Regions from separate parts of the Oryctolagus cuniculus genome. Here regions 1, 2, 3 and 5 are each linked to region 4. The links are chromatin contacts, called in public Hi-C and Micro-C maps. All regions are on one chromosome and are shown on one strand. Each heading gives the region's core, a stretch centred on a gene start, on an enhancer-like site or on the middle of the called end of the contact. The rest is flanking DNA. Distances are from core to core; before and after follow the strand shown. Region 1 overlaps FGGY (FGGY carbohydrate kinase domain containing). Region 2 overlaps FGGY (FGGY carbohydrate kinase domain containing). Region 3 overlaps FGGY (FGGY carbohydrate kinase domain containing). Region 4 holds the start of JUN (Jun proto-oncogene, AP-1 transcription factor subunit). Region 5 holds the start of FGGY (FGGY carbohydrate kinase domain containing).

Region 1 (5,113 bases), core at 1,488-3,987, 850 kb after region 4:
CTTTTTTTCATTCAACAAAAATTTATTGAGCAACTATTCTCAACTGGACATTGCACAAGTTTCATGGAAAACAGCTGAATACGTCACTTTTTTTTCCTGATGCCTGCTTCTTCGGCTGTTAATTTTGCCCCTTAACCATTAGACTGACAGTTGTACAGTTTCATGATGGCCCACAGCAATGCTGAAGGATGCACTTGTCAAAATCTCCTCTTGTGAATTGTTTCCTGATGTGCATGTGTAGCTTATGATTCCTCCATGGATTGTGAAATGTGTTTATTCAGAAAGGAGAAAGCTCCTCCCACATTTTTTTTTTTTTTTTGCTTTTTCCTGCTTGTGTTTTGGCCAGCTTTCTCAAGGATAGCCCCTTCAAGCTCTGTGTGGCCAAGGGGAAAATGGGATGTGTCAGCTCACGCTCCTGTGGCCTCCCAGAGGGCCTCAGCCATGCACTGCTGTGGAATCAGGGGTGGACGTTAGGCAAGTATATAGGAAGATTGGGCAAGACCTGCCTCTGGCTGGTGCTGTTTAAGCATGACTAGTGGCTTTCTACATCTCCTAAGCACTTGAGAATGTAGAACATGGTAGGGACTTGTGTCCAGGCAAGGAGGCACTTTGCCTTGTATGTCGGAAACAGCACTGTGTCTGTTAAATCCTGAGAGAGCCGAGACAGGACCTCCATTTGTGACCTATGTCTCTCACTGTGTAAATGAGGGAACAGGTTCACTCTTAGAGAATTTGTAGCCAAAAAGGAGCTAAAACCAAGGTTTTCTGATGCTTATCCTGTGATTCTTACCATGTTTCATGGTAAACTAACACTTCCAAATATATTTCTATGTATAAGACCATTTTAGCATGATAAAGTGAGGACAGCAGAATGAATATGGGATGTGGAGTCAGAGCAAAATGAAATCCTGATGCTGCTTCTTATATTTGTGTAACTTTGGGCAAGTAACTTGAACATTCTTATTCTTTGCTTTTATGTCCATTGAAGGGAAGAAAGAATATAGCTTTTTATAGCTGTTATGAAGATTAAATGGAAGACTATTTAAAAAGCTTAGCACAGTACTCAGCCTCTCTTGTATGTCTGATAGGTTTGCTAGGAGGAAAGAATACAATTGACTCTTTGAGAAATTGTTCAGATGATGGTAATGGTAGAAAGGGGATGGTGGTTGTGGTGACGGTGATGTGGCTATCACTAATCAAACCTGTAATTCTAAACATTTCCTTGCTATCTGAGCATCCGTTTAATCTTAGTGTTGCCATTTTATAGCAGATCCTACTATCTCCAAATTCCATTATTTTCTTATTTATAGCACACTACTTCTTGGATATATCTGAGATATGTCTCAGCCAAGAAGTAACAACAATGAATCTGCTAACATGATCAGAAACAAAGAAACATGTCCCACAAATTACCTTTCCCCAATTTGCAGGGTTAAATGAGCCTGTGATATCAATTTGGCCTGTGCTTTCTATATTCCTATGTGTCATTCCCAGGATTTCCTTGAACTTACAACTCCGTGGGCCAGCAGTAGTCAGCCCCTTTTCTGTCAAGGATCTCAGGGTCAGGATCTTCAAGACCTCAGTATCTTGAGAGTTACAAAGAAGTACAATGGAGAAAAATCAGTGAGTCCTGGTGATTAAGAAACAGCATTTTGGAGTCTGATTACTCAAATGTGGATCTCACTGTGAGCTGTGCAGCCGTGGCTAAGTGACTTTGCATTTCTAGTTCTAAGCTTCCGTTTCCTTATCTGTACAACGAGGGTAATAATAGCACCGTCACATCAGACTGTTGTGAGAATAAGATGGGACGTGTCTCAGGGAGAAAGCCTACAACAACTCTGTTACCATATGCTCAAATCTGGGAGTTCTTCCTGTCCACAAACCTTTGTGCCCTGAATGGGAAGTTTTATTATTCTGGGCCCATTCAGTAAAACATAAACCATTCTAAAAATTGGGAATTTAATATGGAAAAAATGGTGACCCCAATAATTAGGAAGCTTAGAAGGGCCAGATTCACTGCAAAGTAAGCAAAAAAATCAACATAAGGAAGCTACTTCCACCCCAAGACTTTGGGGCATAGGAAAGAGCTAGTGTTGCTGAAAACCAAGGCAGTAGACACTGGTAGCTGCTGGAGCCAGAACGGCCTTATGCGTAGGGCAGAGATCCTGGAGGGGAAGCGGCCCCTGCTGGAGATAATGCCCCAGACAGAGGAAAGGAGGTGTGCTCTGGTTGCCCCTTCCTGCCAGCCCTAGAATCTCCCAGCAAAGCTGCCCTCCACTATCTTGGGTTCTGGGAATGGTAGTCTATAGGGGCAGCCCCACAGTACTGAGCAGAGCAAGGGATTTGATCTGAAAACAAAGAGGCCCAGGGATTTTACAGGCACAAGTCCCAGACCTCACTTCCCTGGGGGCTGGGCTCTAACTACTGTGATAACCACCGGGAAAGTTTGGAAGAGCTGTACTTCCCCCTGCTGCTGGGCCTCTGAACAATAGCAGAGGTGCACAAGTCGCTGTGCTGCAGAAGGTAGAATTTGGAAAAGGCAATGGAAAAATCCTAGAAAGCTGTTGTAAAATCCTGGAGAATTGTGAGAGTCCTGTCTGTGGCTCCCTGTAGATCCCACTTTTTAGAAAGCTCTGAGATGTTTGGTTGGATGAGACACACCAGTCTGCCTTTTACCTGCTCACTCCTCTGGAATTCAGTGCAGACCAAATTCCTTGGGAAACCTCCCAAAGACTCTACTTCAGGTTAGCTGCCCCTGAGGCCCCTGTTCCCTTTGGGGTTCGCTGTCCCTCCCAGCAGATCATGTATGCCCTGAAAGCAGCGACTTTCTCTAGCCTTCTTTTCTCTAGCAGCCCCAAGCATTCAGACTCTCCCACTTCCTGCCTTGAGCTGCTAGAAACTGTGGTAGCTCCTGGATTGCTAAGCATGTGGGTAGGGCAGTGCCAGCTTCCTGTGGCTTTCACTGTAGACAAGGAGCAGGGAGGATATGACCTTTTAAAACTACCAGTGACATTTTGTACTTGGACGTCCAGTGGTGCATGAGAACATTTAGCAGGAAGATCCCATCTTCCCTCAAGGATCCAGGAATCCCTAAGTCACATCTGAGGAAAAAAAAAATAGTCAGATGTTAGCCTGGCAGAATGGAGAATGGATTCCAGGCAGAGAGAAGACCCAAGTGCAAAAGTGTTGAGGTGGGCCAGCGCCGCGGCTCAATAGGCTAATCCTCCACCTAGTGGCGCCAGCACACTGGGTTCTAGTCCCGGTCGGGGCACCGGATTCTGTCCAGGTTGCCCTTCTTCTAGGCCAGCTCTCTGCTGTGGCCAGGGAGTGCAGTGGAGGATGGCCCAAGTGCTTGGGCCCTGCACCCCATGGGAGACCAGGAGAAGCACCTGGCTCCTGCCTTCGGATTGGCGCTGTGCGCTGTCCGCAGCACACCAGCCGTGGCGACCACTGGAAAGTGAACCAACGGCAAAGGAAGACCTTTCTCTCTGTCTCTCTCTCTCACTATCCACTCTGCCTGTCAAAAAAAAAAAAAAAAAAAAGTGTTGAGGTGGGTAAGAGCACCAAGGACAGGAGAGTGCAAGGAGGGTGGCACTGCATTGAAATGGGTGAGGTCAGCGTGATGCAGCCTTCTCTCCTGCACCCCAGTCTCTCTGGCCTGCCCTGAGCACCTTCCACCTCTCTGTGCACTCTAGTTGTATATCTCTGCATGTTTATGGACATCTAGTGTCATACTGTGTGCCTCGAAGGTGCTTGTGGGGTATTTGAATAAGTAGAAGACAATTCCAGGCTCTCATGGGTATCACGGAATACAGGCTATGTGGGGAAGGTTAGCCTGAATGCCTCCCATCTATGGCCAGCCCTCTGTTCCATATCATTCTTTGAATGGGGTGTTATTCTCTGTCATCCTCTCCTTCACACTTGGGTTTTGGCAACACGTAGCAGTAAGAATGGCAATGTAGAGAGGCTGAAAACATTCAGTTATCAAACAATTCCTGTGCTTTTGCCTGCACTAAAATGGAGGTGTGATGGCTGTGACCTTGGGCAAGTCAGCCTCTGCAAACCTCAGTTTCTCCTCTGGTGTTTCTGCCATTAATGGCGCCCACATGACACCGCCCATGTCTGATGAGACCACATGTATAAATGTACAGCATAGTGCCTGGTACTAGCCGGGCACTGAATGACTGATGGCGACTGCTTTTATTATGACAATGACAGTTGGTACCACCATTCCATCACTGAGTGCTGTACATGGGCCCAAGTAAAGCCAAAGAGAACAGGTTCCCAAATCTTCCCACGCAGGCAGCTGTGCTCTTTTGGTTTCTATTTGAGACAGGCCTACTCATGGGGCTCATCCTCCATGTTTTTTTGGTTTTTTGAAAAAGTGGTGTGTTTGTTTTTAACTTTTCCTCCAATTTTTTTTTTTTTGAGGAATTTTGTTTTGCTCTGCTTTCTCGCAGGAGTGATTGGAGCAGATGTGAAGGGTCATGGCCTCGCCTGTGAGGGACAGCCAGTGACGTCACGGCTGGCCATCATCTGTGGAACGTCTTCTTGTCACATGGGGGTGAGTCAACCGGGCACACAGGCAGGGCCACTGCACGTAGTGGGAGGCAAACCCATGGGAGAACTTGAGCTGCTGGCTCCTTCTTGCCCTCCTCTTCTTCCCTCTTTCCCTTCCAGCCAGAGTTCAGCATTCCCTCCAACAGCCCTGCATCCAGGGGCCCGATTCTTACAGTCTGAAAAAAATCAAGTCGGCCTCTGACGTCATGCTGGCCAGAGAGCCCAGGCAGGAGGGGTGAAGCTGGGCCAAAGATGGCAAAATCTCACTCCCCAAGACTGACCCGCGCCTGATGGGAAGCCGTGTCTTCTCTGGCAAGGCCTGTCTGTTTTCCTTGGCCGTGAGTTCTCCCTCAATCAATATAAATCCATCTCCTGGAGAGTGTCCTGATGATCTATAGAATCAGGCTGCATATCATGACTTCAAAAGAACACTGATAAGCAATTTTCACTCTGTTAATTCTTCTCCATGAATTAGTGGGAAGGCTTTCTCCAAGATTGCAGTTAAAATTTAGTGCCTGCCCTGAAATTTATATCTTCTTTAAATGCATGAGTC
Region 2 (5,253 bases), core at 2,446-4,945, 640 kb after region 4:
TCTAGGCAAACATGGGCAATTCATTTAATGACTTTGAATTCTAGTTTCCTCTTATTTACTTGTTTCTTTCTTTATTTATATTTGGAAGGCAGAGAGACAGAAAGCCATAGAGACATAGGCACAGAGCCCTTCCGTCTACTAGTTTACTTCCCAAATGCTCACAACAGCCAGTGAGGGGCCCCGCCAAAGCCAGGAGCCCAGAACTCAATTTGAGTCTCCCATATGGGTGGCAGGATCCAATTACTTGAACCATCACCTGCTGCCTTCCAGGGTGAGCATCAGAAGGAAGCTGGAATCAGAAGCAGACCCAGGACTTGAACCCAGATACTTCTACATGGCATCCTAGCAGTACCAAATGCCTGCACCCCTAGTTTCGTCTTGCTACTGAAAGGAGAAAAAAAATGACACGGGTTTGCTATATGTAGAAAATGAAGCACTGTGGGTAAACCTCATCAGTCTCTGCCACACAACAGCACCCAAGATGTATTAATCCCATCTCCCTTGACATTCAGTTTCAATTTTTTATTTATTTTTAAATTTTAAGGTGAATCCAAATTCAGTTAAACATCTTGTGGGGGTGGGAGGGGGGAAAGGTTGGCCTTTCAGAAACCAAATAAACCTGCTTGATGACCTTTCTCCTTCACCTCCTCCTCCCTGGTTTGGGGGTTTGATCTTGACTTCCTGTGAATGTGATCAGGGTTCGGTGAGTCATAGAGTGTGACATTGAGGGTCTCACAGCTACTGTGGGTGTGAAGACACAGGTGGGTGCTGGGGAGACCTCAGGGCTGCCAGAGTTCAGACTGAAAGTCCAGGGAGGGCAAGAGGATGGAGTCTGTCTGTGATCTGGGGGCAGGGGAGAGTGAGGCGTTACAGCTGCTCATCCTTGCACCGTGAGTGTGAGCCCTGATGCTGCCCTGTTCCATCGCTTCCCTGTCATGTCACTGAGTGTCCTCTCGACACAGGCCAAGGCTGCCTCTTTCCCTCTTTGTCAGCAGTGCAGATCTGGAGAGAGGTGGTTGAGGATCCTTTGTCCTCTGAGGGAGTGGTACAAATGTGTGGCCTCGGGTGACTGATATGCACCCTTCCTTGAGATCTATTGGTCTGAATGTGTTTAGTTTCTATTGAGTTTTCCCCAGCTCTCTGTGGTGTGCATCTAGATGTGAATTTTGTCTGCCTGAAAGGTGATAGCCAGCCTGACTGCGATTTTTCCAACCAAGCAGCGATAGAGCTTTGCCTTGACTTAACAATTTTCTCTGAGACCTTGAGTCTCAGGATTTAATCCCTATTCGCTCTTTCAGTATGGTAAAGTGGCATGATCCTGGAATTTGAGTCCTCATTTTCAGAGATATGATGGTATGTTCTCTTTTGAAAATGTTTTGAAACTGTGCAAGTGGTGAAACATTAGATCCTATTTTCTGGGTAATATAACCAAAACCCACAAGGGTCTAACTCTGAGGGTGAAGCGTGGGTGGAGGAGCAGCTAGATTTCCGGGGGACAGCCATATCATGCTTTACCTAGAGGGTCTTTTCTTGACCAAGAAGGCCTCCCTCAAGATGACCAGGCATTTCAGTTTTTGTGAGCGCTTCTGTCAGTTTTCTGCCCAGGGTTATCACCTCTGTGAGTGGACTCTTGTGAACTTGTATTTGGACCTTCAGATATGTTGCTCTTGGGTGATTCTGGATGGCCTAAAGGGTACAGTCAACCTGATTAAAGATATCAGCATTCAGTACTCTGAATCCATGATACTGTAAGGGCCTGGACAGCTTGGTGTTGGCCAGGACTTACATCACAGGTTATAAAAGTGGTATGGCCTAGAGCTTAGAAGACTTGTGTCTGCAGCAGACTCGTAGAATGGCAGATGTCTTAAACAGCACTCTGGCCTCAGAATCAGCCCTTAAGGCATGCGGCTCCGGCTGAAAAGCCCATGAGAGTAGTTCAGGCATGGAAAGCCAAGACACTCTGGCAAAAAAACAAACAAACAAACAAACAAACAAAACAAAACCTAAGTGAAAGATCTCTGCCAGTGAGATCCCAGTGGAAAGAACAGGTCATCAAAGAAGGAGGTACCTTTCTCTGAAGGGAGGAGAGAACTTCCACTTTGACTATGACCTTGTCTAAATAAGATAAGAGTCGGAGAACTCAAAAGGCTTCCATAGCCTTGGCAACTCATGACAAGAACCTAGGGTGATTACTGATGCCATAAACAAGAGTGTCAATTTGTTAAGTCAACAACAGGAGTCACTGTGCACTTACTCCTCATGTAGGATCTCTGTCCTTAATGTGCTGTACATTGAGATTTAATGCTATAACGAGTACTCAAATAGTATTTTTCACTTTGTGTTTCTATGTGGGAGCAAACTGTTGAAATCTTTACTTAATATATGCTAAACTGATCTTCTGTATATAAAGAGAATTGAAAATGAATCGATGTGAATGGAAGGGGAGAGGGAGCGGGAAAGGGGAGAGTTGCGGGTGGGAGGGAAGTTATGGGGCGGGGGGAAGCCATTGTAATCCATGAGCTGTACTTTGGAAATTTATATTCATTAAATAAAAGTTAAAAAAAAAAAATAAGACTTGTGTCTGGTCCAGTCAGGTAAACTTGCGCCTTGCCATCCAATTTCCTCACCTGCAAAATGAGGTGGTTGAATTGGGTAATGCAGTTAGCCTGTTCCAGACCAAAAGTTCTGAGTCCCTGAGATGTAATAGTATCGACCAAAGTCTCTTTTTAGATTCTCTCCTAAAAGTCATTCCTTTGAAAATGAATTACTAGTTTGACCTCAGCATTCAGCCCTTTGGGATATAATTTAATGTTAAAATGCTGTGCTCTTTTCTTCCCTTCTTTTTTCTTCTATTCTTTAGTACTTCTACTTAGTTTATTATTATTTTTTTAATATACTTTAACTTTTTTCTGTTTTCTTCTTCTCTCTAAATTATTGTCAAGGGCCTTTGAAGAGAAATTTTAAATGTTATTAAGAAATTGCAGTCAGAGAGTCCTTTGTTCCCAAGTCATTTAGTAGATTGCTTTTCCTTTTGTTAAATACAAAAAAATTGTCAACCTGTATTGTTAAAATGTGCCAAAACCTGCATTCACCAATAAAAAGTGTCAGCTCTCATTACTTCCCAGATATTATTCTTTTCAAAAGCTGAACACTCTCCCCAGCCTTTCTAAACAATCTTCAGCTCATTCATCTTCCTGATTTTGTTACATTTTGAACCTCTCTGGGTCTATATAGGGTGGCAGCCTGTCTTTTAAAAATTAATGGGTTCCAAATGCCATTCAAACCCATTTCCGCCCTTAAGCCCCCACTCCCTTCCCTAGCGTTGCCTGTTCAGAATCCTATGTTCTATATAAATATTGAGCTGGAGATAGTTTCTAAAGAGGTGTTTGGACTTTTAATTAACACTGACAGCCTGTCTGCTTAGGATTTTTCTCTGCTGTCTCCATGGAAAAGTCAGGTAGGTCAGGGCAGAGAGGGGAGGGAGACTGCAGTGGTTGTGTTCCTGGCGGCTGGCCCTAGAGACACCGTGCTCTGAGCCAACCATGAAGTCATTTTGAATTTAAGGAGTCTTGCTAATCCAAGGCAATGTGTCTTAATTTGACAAAGTAAAGACTGCCCGATAAGCAACCCTAACTACAAGTTCTGTGGAACTGGGGTGTTTATAAGTGTAGATTGCGCTAGAGAAATGTGGTGATGTGGAAGAATGGGCTCGTTTTCTTGTGTTCACTCCCCCCTCACCCCACCCCCCTCCTCTCTCCTTCTCTCTTACTTACTTTGGCCCAATTCAGCCCTGCAGTCTGGCCTCTGCAGTGGCTTGATGTGAAATTTGAGAAACATATGTAGTTTTCTATTTCAGGAAAATGATCTCAGGGATTGAATGTGGTTTTTTGTTGGCTGTTAAGCTCTGATCTTGCCCAGTGTGGTTTTTTGATGATGGGAAAAGAGGCTTCGAAGTGCTTTTTATCAGAATTTCATGTAATAAAACTTAAGGTTTGGTTTCATTATTTCAGCCCCCACTCCTGCCCAGGCCCACGACACAATGTCGTCTGTATTGTGCCAGAAGTGGGAAGGAGTACACATTGTTCATATTACAGTCCCTTCATTGCTGCTTGCACAGAAATATATAAAAATGGCCCCTGTGTCAGTCCTTCACAAAAGCTATTTTAAATGTAGTTTGCTCGAAGACAGAGGGACTGCATAAAGGAAGAGGGGTGCACCAGGGAGAAATCTGCCATTGTTTTGCCTCAGAAAGACCAGTGTTTTTCTTTGTAGTAGATGGGAATGCCAGCAATGGGCTCACCTCATTAATCCAGCCTTGTAAGGAGTACTTGAACCAGCATCACTACAGCCTGTCATGGGAGGTATCACAGGGGATCAGGTTAGTGGGTCCAGTGCTACAGGGGTAGGACCGGTCTGGAGGCAGGAGGTACATTCATGGAATTGTAAGTTGAGTCTGCCCCTGTGAGCCCCAGGCATTCTGCTTCTGAGCAGAGTAAGGTGTGGCTCCAGCACTCGAAGAACCTCTCAGCTAGTGATGGGGAGGAGCTCCTTCTCGAAGACAGTAGCATGTTTTTTATTTATTTATTTTTTAAAATTTTTTGACAGGCAGAGTGGACAGTGAGAGAGAGAGACAGAGATAAAGGTCTTCCTTTGCCGTTGGTTCACCCTCCAACGGCCGCCGCGACCGGCGCGCTGCGGCCTGTGCACCGCGCTGATCCGGTGGGAGGAGCCAGGTGCTTCTCCTGGTCTCCCATGGGGTGCAGGGCCCAAGCACCTGGGCCATCCTCCACTGCACTCCCTGGCCACAGCAGAGAGCTGGCCTGGAAGAGGGGCAAGCGGGACAGAATCCGGCGCCCTGACCAGGACTAGAACCCGGTGTGCCGGCGCCGCAAGGTGGAGGATTAGCCTAGTGAGCTGCGGCGCTGGCTGACAGTAGCATGTTTTTTTCTCATCTTTGTATCCAAGGAATTAATTAGTGAATGATAATATGTGATGGAGGTCTCCACAGGATATTTCAGGGGTGCTTAGAGGAACCTGCCTTCCCCTAGACATGGGTGGGATAGGGTGGAGAAGAATGAGAAGCACAGGAAAACTGCTCCAGTAGGAAAGGAGCTGGCATTTTTGGGTGCTGTGCACATTGTCCTACCTGACCCCAATTTTACAGGTGAGGCAGCTGAAGGGCAGGGAGGTCAAGGAACACATCCAAGAGAAAGCCTCTGCTAAGCAGCAGCAAGGCTGGGTCCAAACCTAAAC
Region 3 (5,290 bases), core at 1,143-3,642, 1.0 Mb after region 4:
TCAGCAGGTGCAAAGGCCCTGCAGTGGGAATGAAAGGAATGTGTTTGAGGAGAAGCAAAAACAGCCACAAGTTTGGCGTATGTTAAGTCCCAAGCTCCCAGGGAATCAGAAAGTGTTGCAAAGAAAATGACCGTTGAGCTAGGACTTGGAAGAGTAAGCAGAGGTGTGTGTGTGTGTGTGTGTGTGTGTGTGTCTGTGTCTGTGTTTTGGAACTGAGACTGGAGAGCGGGCTGCAGAATTTTAAACCTTGAGAACAAAAGATTGATGAACTCAGGTTTACTCAATTGTGTATTGGTTGAAAACATGAATGAGTGAATGCCCCCCCCACACACACACACATACACACACATTACAAGGGTAGCTCTGAGATGGAGGCATAAAGCAAGAGGCATTTTGTTAATTCACTCTGAAAAATCACGGTTCCAGATTCTACCCTTCATTTCCTAGTAAGCAGACTTGCATGGAGATTCATTATCATTATCAAAAGTTTGCTTGCCAATTAGAATAGTCAGTGATTTATTGGGAGTGCAGCCTAAACATTCCTTAATTCAAAGGGTGACTTTATTGGGAGAACTGGACCTACCCAAAGCCCAGTGGCCCATAGTTTTATTTTTTCTGCACATTGCTTGGCTGACAAATATGGGGTAAACAAATGAGTGGAAAAATAAGTCATGAAATCAAAGTTGTGCTGGAAGAGAAAGAAGCTGATGGTGTGATCTGGATGCCAGAGGCAGTGCCTGACTTGGAAAATAAGGGCCTGGGTTCTGGTCTCTGCTCTACTGCCAACTTGTGGCATGGCAGTGGGCAAGCAGCAGTCCTCAGCCTGGACGGTGCAGCTGTGCAAGGCAGTGGCTGAGGTCCCCAGCAGCTCTGGAGTTCTGTGTTCCAACTATTTCTGCCTGCTTGGGACAAACCAAATGCATACGGGGCCAGGCAGGCAGCTCCCCCACCCCCACAGATGGCAGCCCTGTCCTGGGGTCCTCACTCAGAGACATGGGCTTCTCTGGGCCTAGACCAAAGATACTACACTATTAGGATGAGATCAGACATGTTCAGGGTGGTATGGCTGTGGAGGACATTAAGAAATTAAGACATTGTTCTCTTCTGTCATACCCTAGAAAGGGCTCTGACTGTCCACCACCTATGTTCCTGCAAGGCTTGGCTGAACACTCTCCCGGTGCCCTCCTCCTTACCCTTGTGTGTTTCGCTAGAGTGATCTGAAAAGCTGCCTACTTGTGATGGAATTTTGTCCTGGATTCCACTCAAGGAGCCTCTGGATCTGCCCACTTTTCCTCTCCCCACTCTGGTTTTACAGCCATGCCATAAACATTCAGACCCCAGATCCTCCACTCACCACCAGCTGGGTGGATTTGGTCAGGTTTCTTACCCTCTCTGTGCCTCATGTCATCAGCCGTGAAATGTGGATCCCATTTGTCTGTACCTTGGAGGGTTACGTCTAAGGATGAAGGAGATAGTCCAGGGAAAGCAATTAGAACAGCAGCTGGCACATGATAAATACAAAGAAAGTTACAGTTGCTGTGTTTCTCCCTGTAGCCTTTCACCACTGCCTGCCTTCTTGGGATACCTGCTGCCCAGGTCTCCCACAAGCAGTCGGGATAGAGGCTCCGAGAGTGTGGTCTGTGGGGCAGACACTTTGCTGAGATTACCTCCTTGAATCCCTGCCATAATCCAGCACAGTACTCATCCCTCCCATTCCATGTGCAAGGAACCTGCAGCCTGGAGAAGCCATGTGATATTCCCAGCATCACATAAGTAGTAAATGGAAAAGTTGCAAGTAAAGCTGTGGCCTCTTAGACTCCAAATGCAATGTTCTTTCTACTATACCACCAGCTATTGCAAGGCTGCCATTGTGCAGTTTTGAAAGGAAAAAGAGGAGTCCTTGAAGGGAGTGATGATAATGGGAACCAAACGCTCTGCCACAGCATCTGCTTACAGCTTTGAGAAGGGGCAGAAGGGCTGGGTCTGTGAGCCTAGCTCCCAGCAGTCCTTGCTTCAGCTCATCTGAAAATGATATGTCTTTAAAAGCAAGGAGCCAGAAAAAATAATTCATACTAAAAACAAACTCTGTCATGAGTCATTTGACTTTGCTTTCCCCTGAATACATAGTTTATGCCTTGGGAAAGCTAAGGCTAAAGGAACATCTGATTGTTGCAGGCCAGCAGAGCGATTATTTAAGGGGTTTCACATTCCGTATGTGCCCACTGGACCCCACGGTTTAGATCAAGGCTTGTGCCCATGGGGCCTGACAATTTGTTATTGTTGTCATGGTTGTGTTAGAGTGTGATTGTGCACGTTTTATCAAGATGGCCAGAATCACACTGGTTCACAATTCAGAAGGTCTCTGGCTATGAACCAGCATATGCCGTGGTTATTGTGAGTGAGGCTGTGCACAAGACAGGAACAATTCTGTGTGTTTGCGTGTTGAGGTATGTGAGTGCGAAGAAAGAGAGAAACACCAAGGGAAAGGCAGCTTCCTAAGCTGATCCCAGCCCTCGGTCAGTGTGTCTCTCAATCCAGGGTGAACAGTAGGTCACACAGAGCACCAGGCAAGGGACTCTGGCTCTGGTGCCAGATTGACATTCTTTAAATGACTGAAAAAGACAAGAATACAGTTACACTGTTCAGATACAAACAAGATACTTAGAATGTAGGTGAAAGATGTGAACTTCCCCTCATTCCAGAGATAATCACTGTTACACATTTTGTCCATCCTCTTAACCTTCCTAATAAAATCACAGACAAAATATTACACACACACACACACACACACACACACACAATGATGCTGTAGAGATTGCTCAGGTTTTTTCCCATTTGCAAGATATTTTGGAGTACACTAAAACATGTACAGCTGCCCCTGTATACTATATACTAACAGTAGTTCCAGAGTTTTCATCTATCAAAGAAATCTGTCCAACCACTGTCCTGTTGCTAGACATCGAGGTAGACTCCAGTGCTTGGCAGCTACAGCTGGGACGCAAGGGTCATTTGCTGGGATAGTGACTCACATGGAGGAATGCGAATTTCTCTTGGAGAGATACAGAAAAGACACAGAAACATGGAATTTCTGATGGAAGGATGTATGCATTTAAAATGTTAACTGTGGCCAACGTGTCCTGCCAGAGGGCTGTCTCCAATTTGCACTCCTGCCAGTGCTGTCCCAGTGCCTTTACCAACACAGGATATTGCCGGCCATGTAGTGTTTTTGCCAACCTAATGGACCAACAGTGATTGCTCTTTGTTTTTTTCCTTTGCCTTTCTCCGATTACATTTTCTTTTTTTATCCAATCAGCTACTTAAATTTCTGTTTTCTGCTAAGGGCTTGTCAATATGCTGTCTTCCTTTTCCTGTAGGCTTGCTTATATTTTCCTCACTAAATTCAAGGAATTCTTCTTCTACTCTGTATCCGTCTTTTGTCTGTCATATATACGGAAGACTTTCTTATGTCCGTTGTCATCTACCTTTGCTTATAATGTCTTGAATGGGAGTTTTTGATCTTCATATATTCACATCTGTGAATCTCTTTCTTTATATTGTCCAGGTTTCTTGGACACTTTCCCTATACACTGTTTCTGCTCTTGAAGCTATATGTCTCAGGATGGTAATGCTGTAGACTCTCATGTGTCCAAGAGTACAGTGAGGACCGGGGAAGGTAAAATGTTTTACCCAAAGCTTGGACCGGAACATGCCAGGCTAGTAGAAGGGTTTCTCTGTGTGTGCAGATGTTCTTGGTAATTCCATCATTATTTGTGGAGATGTTCTAAAAATGTATCTGGATTGGCCCTGGGCAAGTGAGAGGCAGATGTCAAGAACCCTCTAGCTGCTTCTTCACTTTAGGACTTCACTGCTCTGCGTTTTTAGTTCATTTCTCTGTAAAATGGGATGAATCACAACCTCAGAGGGTTATTGGGAGACTTGATGTCTTCAGCACTTCACACACAGTGTGAACACAATGTGTTTTTACTTTGCCTTTCCTATTTAAAGCCCCCCCCCCCATTTTTTTCAACTCTTCCCCCCACCCAGGACATTAAAATGCAACTAGTCACTTGAAACTGTAGAAGTCAATCTCTTCTGAGGATTTTGTAGCCAAATAGTGGAGGCACAGCTTGCTTAAGAGTCTGAGGCAATTTCCTAATGAGACATCTCAGTGGGCCTAAAAGAAACAAAACACCTACACCATTGCTCAAGGCTGGAAAATTCTCCAGGGTGGCCAGCCCCTTTCAGAGGAGAGGAGCCAGGGCTCTGGGGGCCTGCTCCCATCCATGTGGGTGTGAGAGTTCCTTCTTCCAGAGCATTCCAAGTCACTTGCCTCCTTGAGGCCCTGCCCACGTAGAAGCAATTGCCCCTGCCTCTGAAATCGTTCTCTCTCCTCCTCATTTTGCCTGGAATCCCTCACTTCTTGAATCAACACAGTGCTAGAGGCTGAGAGCCTTGATTTTTGAGCCAGACTTCCTGGCCTGCAAACCCAGCTCTGCTACTGTTCTTGAGAGGCCTAGAGCAAGTTCCTCTTTGTCTCCGTTTCCCCATCTGTAAGATGAAAATACTAAGATAACTTATTTCAGAAAAGTTGATGCTATGAATACTATTTATAAAGTACTTGGCACACAGTATAGTATTCAGGAAGCTACCAATAAATCATGCGTGGTATCTGAATCCCAACTCCTCCTTTCACAGCCAGTTGACTTTGGATGATGTGTTTATTCCAACCCCAACTCTCTCATTTGTAAAATGAGTATGAAAATACCCACTTCATGGGATTGCTGGGAGAGTCAAATGGAATAATATATGTAATTATTATAGGAATTCAGTAAGAAGTGGCTACTCTGGTGGTGATTATAAAAAAAAAAAAAAAGTGAAAGTTCCTGCGGGGAGTGCCTGGTTCTCAAAAGCAAAGAGGCTGGTGATGAAGAGAAAGTTCTAGGGACCAGTATCGTGGTAGAGCGGGTAAAGCCACAGCCTGTGACACCGGCATCCCATATGGGTGCCGGTTTGTGTCCGGCTGATCTACTTCCCATTGAGCAACCTGCTAGTGGCATAGGAAAAGCAGCAGCAGATGGCCTGAGTGCTTGGGTTCCTTGTACCCACTTGGGAAACCTCGAAGAAGCTCTTCGCTCCTGGCTTCAGCCGGGCTCATCCCTGGCGATTGCAGCCATGTTGGGCGTAAAGCCGGGTATATAAGACCTCCCTCTCTCTTTCTGTCTTTCCCTCCCTCTCTGTAACTCTGCCTTCCAAATAAGTAAATAAATATTTTTTTTAAAAAATAAGGGAG
Region 4 (5,049 bases), core at 952-3,451:
AAGGATACATCTTTTCTAAGATCTGCCCCGGGTTCCTGCTTTGAGAATAAGCATGTACTGTTAAATTTCGACCAACATTACAAACGGTCCCAGCACCTGCCACTTGATGGAATCCCAAACTTTGAGGTGTCTGACTTGCCAGTGGGTTGCCCCTCTGCCCCCAAACCCCCTTTCCTCCAGTCCCCAGGACCCACCCTCTCCCACCCCCCACTACCCTCTGGTGATCAACTGGGAAGTCTGAGACCTGATGATAACACCAGGACCACTTATTTCTAAAGTTCAGTAGGGAATCCAGGAGTTTGTACTGCTTGAAAGCAATAAGTACTGAGCGATCCTGATGGACACTAAAACTCTCTTGATTGCACCCAGATTACCTAGCATCTAGAGATAATGCAGAAAAAAGGTTGGGGGGGATTACTTTTCAATATTTTATTGTATTTTCTTAAATATCCTTTCTGGAATTTTCAGAAACAAAACATAAAAAAATTATATACTTTATTACAAATGGTAAACTCAGAGTGCTCCAAATCTCTTATTTACAAACAACACTGGGCAGGACACCCAAACGAACAAACATGAAATAACTTACAAAGGCATGAAGCTGTTTATTGACAGTAATCAGCTTTCATCAAATTAAAAAATAGATATCTGTACATACACGGTTAACGAAGGCAGGCCAGAAAGAGTGTATCTGCAGGCTCAGCCTGGCCCTCCCCGGCTCCCTCCCCGCCCCCCGCCGCCCCTCCCCAGCCCTCCCGGTCGGGTTCTTAAGGAGTACTACAGAAGCGATCTACAGTCTCTATGGCAGTTTGTCACCCCGCCCCTCCCCCCCTTTAATACTGAATGAGATCGAATGTTAGGTCCATGCAGTTCTTGGTCAATGTTAAAGAAAAGTCTACCGTCGTGATGGCGCGGGGACAGCCCTTCCGCCGAGCGGGGCCGCCCGCAGGCGGCCGCTCCCTGGCTCCGCGCCAAGGGGAGCGCGCGCCAAGTCCTTCCCACTCGTGCACACTGGGGGCGCCGTCAGGACGCAACCCAGCCCGGCTTGGATACCCTTGGCCTTAGTCCTCGGACGCGTCTTTTTTATTTTTTTCTCGCTGTCGCAACCGGTCAAGTTCGCAAGACTGTCTCTCTGTTGGTTTTGTTTTCTTTTTCTTCGTCGCCCCTCAGCCCTCGACAGTCTGTCCTCAGAACGTTTGCAACTGCTGCGTTAGCATGAGTTGGCACCCGCTGTTAACGTGGTTCATGACTTTCTGTTTCAGCTGTGCCACCTGTTCCCTGAGCATGTTGGCCGTGGACGCCAGCTCCGAGTTCTGCGCTTTCAAGGTTTTCACTTTTTCCTCCAGCCGAGCGATCCTCTCCAGCTTCCTTTTCCGGCACTTGGAGGCGGCGATGCGGTTCCTCATGCGCTTCCTCTCCGCCTTGATCCGCTCCTGGGACTCCATGTCAATGGGGGACAGGGGCGGCGTCTCGCCGGGCATCTCGGGCACGGTCTGCGGCTCCTCCTTGAGCGCCTGCAGCCGCGGGTGCTGCACGGGGATCTGCTGGGGCAGGTGGTGCGGCGGCTGCGGCGGCGGCGGCGGCTGTTGCTGCTGGGGCTGCGCGGGAAAGGCCAGGCCGGCCGCGCCGTAGGAGGGCGCCCCGCCGCCGCTGCTCAGCGCGCTCGGGTTGAAGTTGCTGAGGTTGGCGTAGACAGGCGGCTCGCTGTGCAGGCCGGCGCTGAAGCCGCCGCTGCCGCCGCCGCCGCCCGCCACCGAGGCCACGGCCGGAGCCACCATGCCCGCCCCGCTGACCGGCTGCGCCGCGGACGTGACGCTGGGCAGCGTGTTCTGGCTGTGCAGCTCGGCCAGGGCGCGCACGAAGCCCTCGGCGAAGCCCTCCTGCTCGTCGGTCACGTTCTTGGGGCACAGGAACTGGGTGGGGGTCGGCGTGGTGGTGATGTGCCCGTTGCTGGACTGGATGATGAGGCGCTCCAGCTCGGGCGACGCCAGCTTGAGCAGCCCCACGTCGGGAGAGGTGAGGAGGTCCGAGTTCTTGGCGCGGAGGTGCGGCTTCAGGCTGCCCACCGGGTCGGCCAGGTTCAGGGTCATGCTCTGTTTCAGGATCTTGGGGTTACTGTAGCCGTAGGCGCCGCTCTCGGTCTGCAGGAACGAGGCGTTGAGGGCATCGTCGTAGAAGGTCGTTTCCATCTTTGCACTCATAGAACAGTCCGTCACTTCACGTGGGCTTACTTTGGGCTGCGCGCACAAGTTTCGGGGCCGCGACAGCGCGCTGGCGGGCGGGGAGCACCCCGCGCCTCCCCGGGCCTCTGGCAAAGGAAAAGTTTCGGAGCGCGCGCGCACCCGCGGGCTGTCTTCCCCCTGGGCGCCCCGCTCACCGGCCCCCGCTCCCGGGAGCGGCGGGGTTCAGACGCTCGCCCGCACTCCTCGGCCGCTCGCGCGCGCCTGCCCGCCTTTGAAAAGTCGCGGTCACTCACTGCGCGCCCTTCGGAGGCTCCCCGGCGGCGCGGCGCGGTGCCCCGCAGTGGCGGCGGGTCTCGGCCGCCCGGACTCCCGGAGACTGTGCCCTCTTCCGCTGCGAGGGGCAGGGGGCTCCCGGCGGCAGCGGCTCGCGCCGGTCAAGTTCAGAGGCCGGGGCGAGCGGAGCCGCGCGCGCGTCGCTCCTCTTCGCTCCTCTCTCCGCCGCCTTGCTTTTCTTTGCTGCCGCCGCGGCAAGCCCAAATAGCGCAGGAAAGGTTTGCAAAAGTTCGCTCCGGGACTCCGGGCCACTTGTCCCCGGTCCTCCCGGCTCGGAAAGTTCTTGGCCGCTGCAGTCGCCGCTCTCCGCGGCTGTCAGCTGCGCTCGTGCGGTGGGGCTCTCCTCCCCGGGGGCGGCTGGAGAAGCAGCAGCTCTCCAGGTGCTCCCCCCAAACACCAGCCCGGGATCCACAGGCGCTAGCGCGGGGCAGTTGGCAAAGCAACGCAGCCGTGCGGATCGCACTCTACGGGCGTCCTGGCGGGGCGGGCGGACTGTGTCTGTGTGTCTGTCTCCCTCAATCCGCGCACCTCCACTCCCGCCTCGCCGCTTCAGCCACACTCAGTGCAACTCTGAGCCCTTATCCAGCCCGAGCGCAACACTTATCTGCTACCAGTCAACCCCTAAAAATAGCCCATGATGTCACCCCAAGGCCTTCCCATTGGCTCGCGTCGCTCTCTGGGGGGCGGGCCCGCCCGTCGCCATGGAGACCCCACCCTAGAAGATTCTTCTTCGGGCCCGCGGAGGCTCACGGGATGAGGTAATGCTCCGCTGCCCTCCTACAGTTGGGCCCTTCTTTCTCCTCCTCTCCCCCTCCCCCTCCGCGCGCCTCTAGCCCCTCTCTTCCCGGTCCCCTCCCGGCCCGTCTTTCCCGGCCCGCCCGGTGCATTGTGGGCTGACGTCTTGGGGTTTGACTGTCTAGTGACGGTGGCCGCCGCGAGCGAGCGAGCGGGCGGGCGGGCGGCCGGACGCTCGCAGCCGCTGACGGAGGCGGGGGCTCAAGTTCAGGGCTCCAGACGCGGATGGCGGGTCACGGAAGGCTGAGAGCTGTGCCAGCTGCCTGGGGCCGAGTGGGCGCGGGCGTGTCCCCACTTGGCGGAGTCGAGGGGGCTCCAAGTGGCGCCCCAGCGTTTGTGCAGGGCTGGGAGGCCGAGCGCCCGGTCCGAGCCCTCCCCCCACCCCGCCCCGCACTTCCGGGGGCCGGGAGCTCCGCCCTGAAGGTGCTCCGCGGAGTGCCCCGTGGGGGCGAGCGGAAAGTGGGCTCCAGTTGGGAGGCGGTCTCGCGAGAGTCGGGTCCCCCCTCCCCCCAACACCACTACGTGGAGAACGCGCCGAAGTTTGCGGGTCAAGTTCTGGAGCGACAGTCCGCGCGGCTGTGTGGCAGTGCCCGGAGCGGACGGGTTTGCATCTCTCGACCCTGGGCGCTCGGCGGAGTCCTCGCGTGCGCGATCCTAGGGAGACGCCTGCGGGGGATGGCGACTCTGCCTCGGAGGGGGCGGCTTTTATAAGGGGTGGGAACAACTCAGCATCCTGAGGGGGACGAGCATTTAGGGGATCCCAAAGTGGGGGAACCCGGTGGTGGCCCTCCTGCCCCGGCGCGCGCGCGCACACACACACACACACACACACACATCCCGCACCCGGCGCACGCACGCAGCTCTTTGCGCCTGCACCGGCTCCCGGGGAAACAAATCCCGAGAGCCAAAAGTCCCGCAGGGAGTCCCGAGTAGAAGCGGGCTTGAGGCAGTCCCCTCCCCGCCGGCTGACCGGCCCATATCCCGCACAGCCTCTAGGAAGCGCTAGACCCATAGAAGTGGTTGCTTCGCGGCGGCCCTTTCCCTCGCCCCCGCCCCCCCACCCCTGGCGACGGCCGTGTGTGGTGGAACCCAGACCGGAGTCGGGAAGGGGCCCAGGCACGGAAGCCCTGCCGGCCCCTCAGGCCCCTTATCAGAAGGGCCGGCGGCGTCCACCGCGCGGCCGTCTGCGGGCCGGGGGAGGTGGTCGCCGGGCGGCCCCCTGCCCCGTTAGCAGATTTCGCAGGCCGGCGCTGGCTTGCCAGGATGTAAGAATGTGATCTGGCAGGACCAGGTGCACTTTCCTGAGAGGAGCTGTGGCGGGGGAGAGGCGAGGGAGGGAAGGATTAGAAGGCAGCTCTTTCTCAAGCCTCTGTCTAGCTTTGGCTTTTGAAGTGGGACCCGCAGGAGTTTGGGTTTCTCGGCCGGGTCTAATTCGGACTGCTTCTGAACTTGGGGGAATTCAGCTCTGGGCTCACAGCCTGGGGGCCTGAAGGTATTTGTGGCTTTGCGAGTTCAGAAACCGAGAGCAGCTGGTATCAGTGGGAAACCCGCCAACTTTTCTTCACTCCGGGCACTCACCGCGCTTTCACTCATGCAGTAGAGGGTAACTGGCTACCGGGAGCCAAGCTGGGCTGAGCCGGGGAGGAGGGTCCGGTGAAGCCCGGATCCAGTTACTTCCTCTGTCTCCTGAAGCATTTTCTGTTGTCGGCAGGCAGTGGGTGCACTAAATAAGCTTTTA
Region 5 (5,154 bases), core at 1,160-3,659, 540 kb after region 4:
TGACTATCTGTTTGGGGATCTTCTGAATCACACTGTCACTGCCTTTATGTTAACCAACAAGATGAGTGTGCTTGCAATGTCCAGTCCCCTTGCCGTCTGTAATGAGTTTCTAATACGCTTTTAAAGGAATATCACGGAAGAAATCAGGGGCTAGAAAACTAAGGCCCATGGGCCACATGGATCTGTTGCTTATTTTTGTGAATAAAGTTTTATTCTAACAGTCACACTCACTTGATTCCTATTGTCCATGGCTGCTTTTATACTTCAGAGTGTCAATACACACAAAAGACTTCACAGTCTCTTTATTTACTATCTGGTCCTTTATAGAAAACCCCTCTCACTTCCTGGAAAAAAATGAATGGAATGGGGGCTGGTACTGTGATGCCATCATCCCATATGGGCACTGGTTTGAGTCTGGGCTTCTCCACTTTGGACCCAGCTTCCTGCCTATGCACCTGGGAAAGCAGTGGATGACAGCAAGTTCTTGGGCACCTGCACTCATGTGGGAGACCCAGAGGAAGGTCCTGGCTCCTGGTTTTAGACTGGCCCAATGGGCCATTGTGGTCATTTGGGGATTGAATCATGAATGGAAGATTTTCTCTCTCTCTCTCTCTCTCTCTCTCTCAACTCTGCCTTTCAAATAAACAAATCTTAAGAGAAAAAAAAATGAATGGAATGGAAGTAAATGGAAAAACAGATTCATTCATTCATACTAGGTAACACATAATAACTGAAAAAGAGAAATAGAATTAGACTCAGACAAACCCAGTTTAGACTCACCTTGGCAAGTTGGCTGAATGACCTTGAACAAGTTATTTATACTCACTGGGCCTGTGTCTGCTCTATAAGGTTGCCCTAAGAGTTGCATGAGGTCAGATATATATGATGAGGTTTGGCTCTATGTAACAGAAAACTAAAATAAATGTGTCTTACCTAAGGAAACTGTTTCCTTTATTCATGTGGAGGTTTGGAAAAGAGCAGGTGGTTGTGGTCTTGTGCCCTTTGGCATTAGGTACCCAGGGTCTTTCACCTTGTTGCTTTGCTTTGTGTGGCTTTCATTTCTGGGGTCCTTTCAAGATCCAAGATGGCTGTTGGAGCTCCAGTCACTATGCTCTTGTTGCTATGGACAGTATGACAATAAGAGGAAACAAATAAAAAATAAAATGCAAAAAATCCCAGAAACAGAGCCATCCCTGGTGGCCAGGCAGCAAATCCACACTAGTTCAAGTCAAGCCATGGAGAGACTCCCTGCTGTGGCTTGTGAGGCAAGCAACACCTACTATTGGTTTCATTCCTGGGGTATCTGAAAACTATGGCTCACGGGCACTCAGAATCTTACACTAGAAAGCATTTTAACATCTATTCCCTCATTTGCTCTTCACAGGAAATGTAAGATGGACAAGTCTTATTGATGATCCTGTTGTATACTTGATTCACACAACTGTTAAGTAGCAGATCTCAGGTTCACTTCTAGGTCTACAGATATTTGTGGGAAATGAAAGGTGGACAATCCTGATGCAGAAAAGGATCCCAAGCCAGGATCTTTCCCAGCCACGGAGCACAAAGACTGGGTTTCCAGTACCCCCACCTGTAGGACCAAGAGAAGAGGACCTGTTTCCTTTTCGGCCCATAATTCGATGAAGTCACTGCTACTGAGACTCACCTCTCATAACTGGTGTGTCCTGACAGATCAGTTCCTTTTTCTGGACCTCAGTGTCCTTGGAACACAAAAGTCTTGGGCCTCCATGCTAGACAAGCTATCTTTAAATCGGGAGTCCCCTCAGCCCCGAAACCTGCCTTTTTATAAGGGAACCAGCTCAGGTTGGAGCTCACCTTGGTACTGTCCTCTCGCTGCCTGCCTGCCTTGCCTCGCTTGCTAGCTCTGTCCCAGAACGCTCTAAGCACCTCCCTGGCTCTCTGCATAGACAAAATAGGGATACATAGCTGAGGTCTACTGCAAAGGCAACGTGTGTGACGGTGAGGATGAAGCGAGCTCCGTGTCCAAGACCCACCACAGTAAACCGCTGGTGGTCAACTGCTCAAGAAATGGGACGCTATAGAGGCTCAGGAGCACAAAGGAGGCATTCAGCAAGTATCATTAGTGTTCCCACTGGCCCATATCGGTGGTAGCTCTGCGTAAACAGGGGCCGAGCAGAGTTGGACACACACCCCTACCGGGGCTGCCAAGGGTTTCCTGGCTGAGCTCTGGAGATGGATACCCAAAGCGGGGCAGACCTAGCTCTCCAGCTGCCAGGCCAGGTCCCAGCGCAGGACAAGGAGCCCAGGTGGAGCCCCGCTGCCGCCGGCGCCACCCACTGGGCTGCAGGAGCCGGACGCAGCAGGGCGGGCGACGCTGGCCAATGCCGGGCCCGGTTCGAAGGACCAATCGGAGCGCGCTTTACAGGGGCCGCGGCCGGCGGGGGCGGGGACGCGCGCGGGACGGGGCGGGGCGGGACAAGGCCCGCCCAGTCCCGGTGCGGTATGGCTCAGCGCGGAAATGTGCAGGCCCCTCTAGCTAAAATGTAATTTCAGATTGGACAAGTAAGTGACCCTCCTCCCAGTCCCACGTGGGCACCAGGGGCGTTTGCAGGCGCGCAGGCTGTCGGCGCACACGACCAGGAAGAAGGGTCAGCCGCCCCGGGGGCGCACCGGCCGGGGCCTTCAGTCCTTTAAGCCTCACACCAGCCAGGACTTTGTTGAATCCCCTCTATCATCTCCTGGGTGAGGCGTCCGTCTGGCCACTCCAAGGACAGGGCGGTCCGGCCTTCATTGCATACCCCAGCTGCCCTTGAGCCCAGGGTCCTTCCTCTCTGGCCACTATCGCTTGGCTATGTCCAGGTCTTCTCTTAGCCTCCCTGCCCCCTTACCGCCCCTTTTGACGTTCCTCCAAGCATTTTTGGAGCCTGTTAATCCTGAGTGTGGCTACCTAAGGCATTTTAAGGCCAGGGCTGCTTGTAGCTTTCCAGCTGTTGGCGGTTTGTGATAATACTTGAGCTGCGGTTCAGTTGAAATGGGCTAATGCTGTTTGCTCACAGTTCTGGGTAGAAGCCTGGGGGAGGGGAGTCTTGCCATTAAAACATTTTTTGTTTGTTTACTCTTGTTTTATTTGAAAGGCAGAGAATCAGAATTAGAGAGGGAAACATTTATACAGCCTGATCTTCCATCTGCTCCTTCACTCCGCAGATGTCCAAAACTGCCAGTGCTGGGCCAGGTGGAAGCCAGGAGTCCAGAACTCAGTATGGGTCTCCCAAATAAGTGGTGGGGACCCAGCTTCTTGAGCCCTTTCCTGCTGTCGCCCAGGTGCACATTAACAGGAAGCTGGAATCAGGAGTGGAGCTTGGTCTTGAACCCAGACACTGGCAGGGGAGGCAGATACCCCAAGGGGTGTCTTAGCCAAATGCTCACCCCATCTTGCCGTTTTTATTTATTTCACTAATTAAAGATGGGAAAAGATGCACAACGTTGAATTTCCCTGCTCTTTGGCTCTTTTCCACGAAAGCACTTTTTATGTCTTAACACTGTTTTTGTCCCTAAATTAAAGGGTCAGTCATGGCCAACAAACGGAAGACCAGTCCTCTGTGGGTCAAGTTTGAAAATGTGAGGTCTGGGGGGGTGAAGTGATGATGCCTTTGCACTGCAAATCAGTAAGAAAGAAGAGAATATTCTCTTAGTCTGTGGAGGTTCTTTGAGTGGTAGCTTTGCTTTGTCTTTGCTTGATTTCCCCCTCTTTCCTAGGATCCACCACGTGTATGTTTTAATTGTTCCTTTCTAAGTTGCTGGCCGGGTCTCCCTCCAGATGACTGCTGATGGGCTCCTGGGAGTCTGTCCTGGCTGGCTCTTGTCACCGTGGCTGTTGGAGAAGCTGGCCCAGGATAGCAGCCTGCTGGGAGGTCCATAGGACTGTTACTGAGGATGGCTGGTTGGGCTCGACCTGCAGGATGAAAAGGGCGTGGAGTCTGATTTTGAGAGGCGGGGAGAGATGGAGAGTCCTCATGGCTGGGTTTGGAAGTCAAAATGTGTATTGGGAGGAGGGAATCACCCCAAGGGTGGAGTGGAGAGCTGTGTCTTTCTGGATGAAATCAGGAAGTTTACAGGGAGGTGGCCTGTGTTAATTTGTGCTATAGGCCTTGTCTTTTCCTGGAATTTGGTTCACATTTCTAACTTTCATTTAGTTGAAATCAGTTTTTAACACAATTTGAGTTATTAAGACTTGCCCTTAAACTCCCAGAGTGAGATTCCCTCCAGGGCATTAAAAAAAGAAAATGCTTACTCTACCAGAATATACTGCAGAGGTCACTTAACCTCTCACCTGTCCACCTTTTTGCAAAGGAGAAGCATGAAATCCACTCAGGTGATGTAAGAGAAGTCATTCAAATCAGTTCTTCATTCATTCATTTTTTTCATTCATCTCAGGGCACACACTCTGTCGTTCTGGCAAGCTTTAGGGAAGTAAAGATAAAGCACACTTGGCCTATGATTTCAAGCTTTCATCCACTTTGCTCCAATTCAGTTTGATGAGGGACATTACCTGATAGTGAAATGAGTGCTTGGGAAAGATATGCATAAGATTCTCAGGAGTTTAGGGAAAGGCAAGTGGCCCAGTAGGGGGTTGGAGACAGATTCTGAGCTCTTAGGAGGCCTGGCTATGAGTGGACTGGAGAAAGGCAAAAGGGACCATGTGAATTGGGAACAGCATGTGCAAAGCCATGCAGGCATGAAGCATGATTGATTAGTGGGCTTGGGCAAGAAAGGGTGAGGTGGGGGATCTGGGGAGAAGGGGTCAGCTGAACCACTTAAGGGAATTTGAAATATGTCTCCAGGGCAATTAGTGACATGCTCAGATTTATGGTTTATAAGTTTATTCTGGCTGCAGGATGGATAAGAGAGTTGGAGTGATGAAGATTGGAGAGAGGTTATTGTAACACAGGTGAGAGATGGGGTAGGGTAATAGATATGGAAATGGAGAGACAAAATGAAAATAGAATGGTTAGGAATTAATTATTGATTGTATGTAGGAGCTGAAGAAATAATGTAGCAGAAAGGTGCCTTTGGGAACCAGAAGTTCTCAATATTTTGTAGTAGCCTTACTGAGGAATAGTCAGCAAACATTAAACTGTGCCTATTAGAGTGTTTAATAAGTTTTCCCATGTGTAT

The links. Hi-C and Micro-C count contacts between places; a contact is called where the count stands out from the background.
Region 1: a Micro-C map of ear pinna shows a contact between it and region 4, with 5 times the contacts expected there. The contact joins the enhancer-like site here to the promoter of JUN in region 4. A contact is called at or near these places in 5 of 6 Hi-C or Micro-C datasets (ear pinna, embryonic fibroblasts, psoas muscle and 2 more).
Region 2: a contact with region 4 is called in a Hi-C map of psoas muscle, with 5 times the contacts expected there. The contact joins the enhancer-like site here to the promoter of JUN in region 4. A contact is called at or near these places in 2 of 6 Hi-C or Micro-C datasets (ear pinna and psoas muscle).
Region 3: a Micro-C map of ear pinna shows a contact between it and region 4, with 5 times the contacts expected there. The contact joins the enhancer-like site here to the promoter of JUN in region 4. A contact is called at or near these places in 3 of 6 Hi-C or Micro-C datasets (ear pinna, embryonic fibroblasts and skin fibroblasts).
Region 5: a Micro-C map of ear pinna shows a contact between it and region 4, with 7 times the contacts expected there. The contact joins the promoter of FGGY here to the promoter of JUN in region 4. A contact is called at or near these places in 3 of 6 Hi-C or Micro-C datasets (ear pinna, psoas muscle and skin fibroblasts).

Annotation. Positions count from the first base shown.
Region 1 is chr7:113,410,450-113,415,562 of mOryCun1.1, reverse strand. FGGY (FGGY carbohydrate kinase domain containing) reads left to right here. Exons shown (of 16, transcript XM_070078420.1): 8 at 4,461-4,564. Among named protein-coding and RNA genes, the nearest start is that of HOOK1, 240 kb to the right of the region's middle. Within about 2 kb of position 2,737, at least 1 of the 8 cell types and tissues checked has an H3K27ac peak or open chromatin away from gene starts, as enhancers often do. A contact at or near this core is called in ear pinna, where this site is marked.
Region 2 is chr7:113,620,738-113,625,990 of mOryCun1.1, reverse strand. All of the region lies in intron 5 of FGGY (FGGY carbohydrate kinase domain containing), which reads left to right. Among named protein-coding and RNA genes, the nearest start is that of FGGY, 93 kb to the left of the region's middle. Within about 2 kb of position 3,695, at least 4 of the 8 cell types and tissues checked have an H3K27ac peak or open chromatin away from gene starts, as enhancers often do. A contact at or near this core is called in ear pinna, where this site is marked.
Region 3 is chr7:113,261,378-113,266,667 of mOryCun1.1, reverse strand. The region is part of intron 14 of FGGY (FGGY carbohydrate kinase domain containing); the gene reads left to right. All of the region lies in intron 3 of LOC138850643 (a long non-coding RNA gene), which reads right to left. Among named protein-coding and RNA genes, the nearest start is that of HOOK1, 95 kb to the right of the region's middle. Within about 2 kb of position 2,392, at least 2 of the 8 cell types and tissues checked have an H3K27ac peak or open chromatin away from gene starts, as enhancers often do. A contact at or near this core is called in ear pinna, where this site is marked.
Region 4 is chr7:114,257,158-114,262,206 of mOryCun1.1, reverse strand. It overlaps JUN (Jun proto-oncogene, AP-1 transcription factor subunit), which reads right to left and starts at 2,201. Exons shown (of 1, transcript NM_001198947.1): 1 at 1,087-2,201. The coding sequence starts at 2,201. The coding sequence ends at 1,188. It overlaps LOC138850424 (a long non-coding RNA gene), which reads right to left. Exons shown (of 2, transcript XR_011390162.1): 1 at 4,890-5,049.
Region 5 is chr7:113,713,784-113,718,937 of mOryCun1.1, reverse strand. FGGY (FGGY carbohydrate kinase domain containing) reads left to right here and starts at 2,409. Exons shown (of 16, transcript XM_070078420.1): 1 at 2,409-2,541. LOC127493452 (a long non-coding RNA gene) reads right to left here and starts at 2,331. Exons shown (of 4, transcript XR_011390692.1): 1 at 1,664-2,331; 2 at 934-1,120.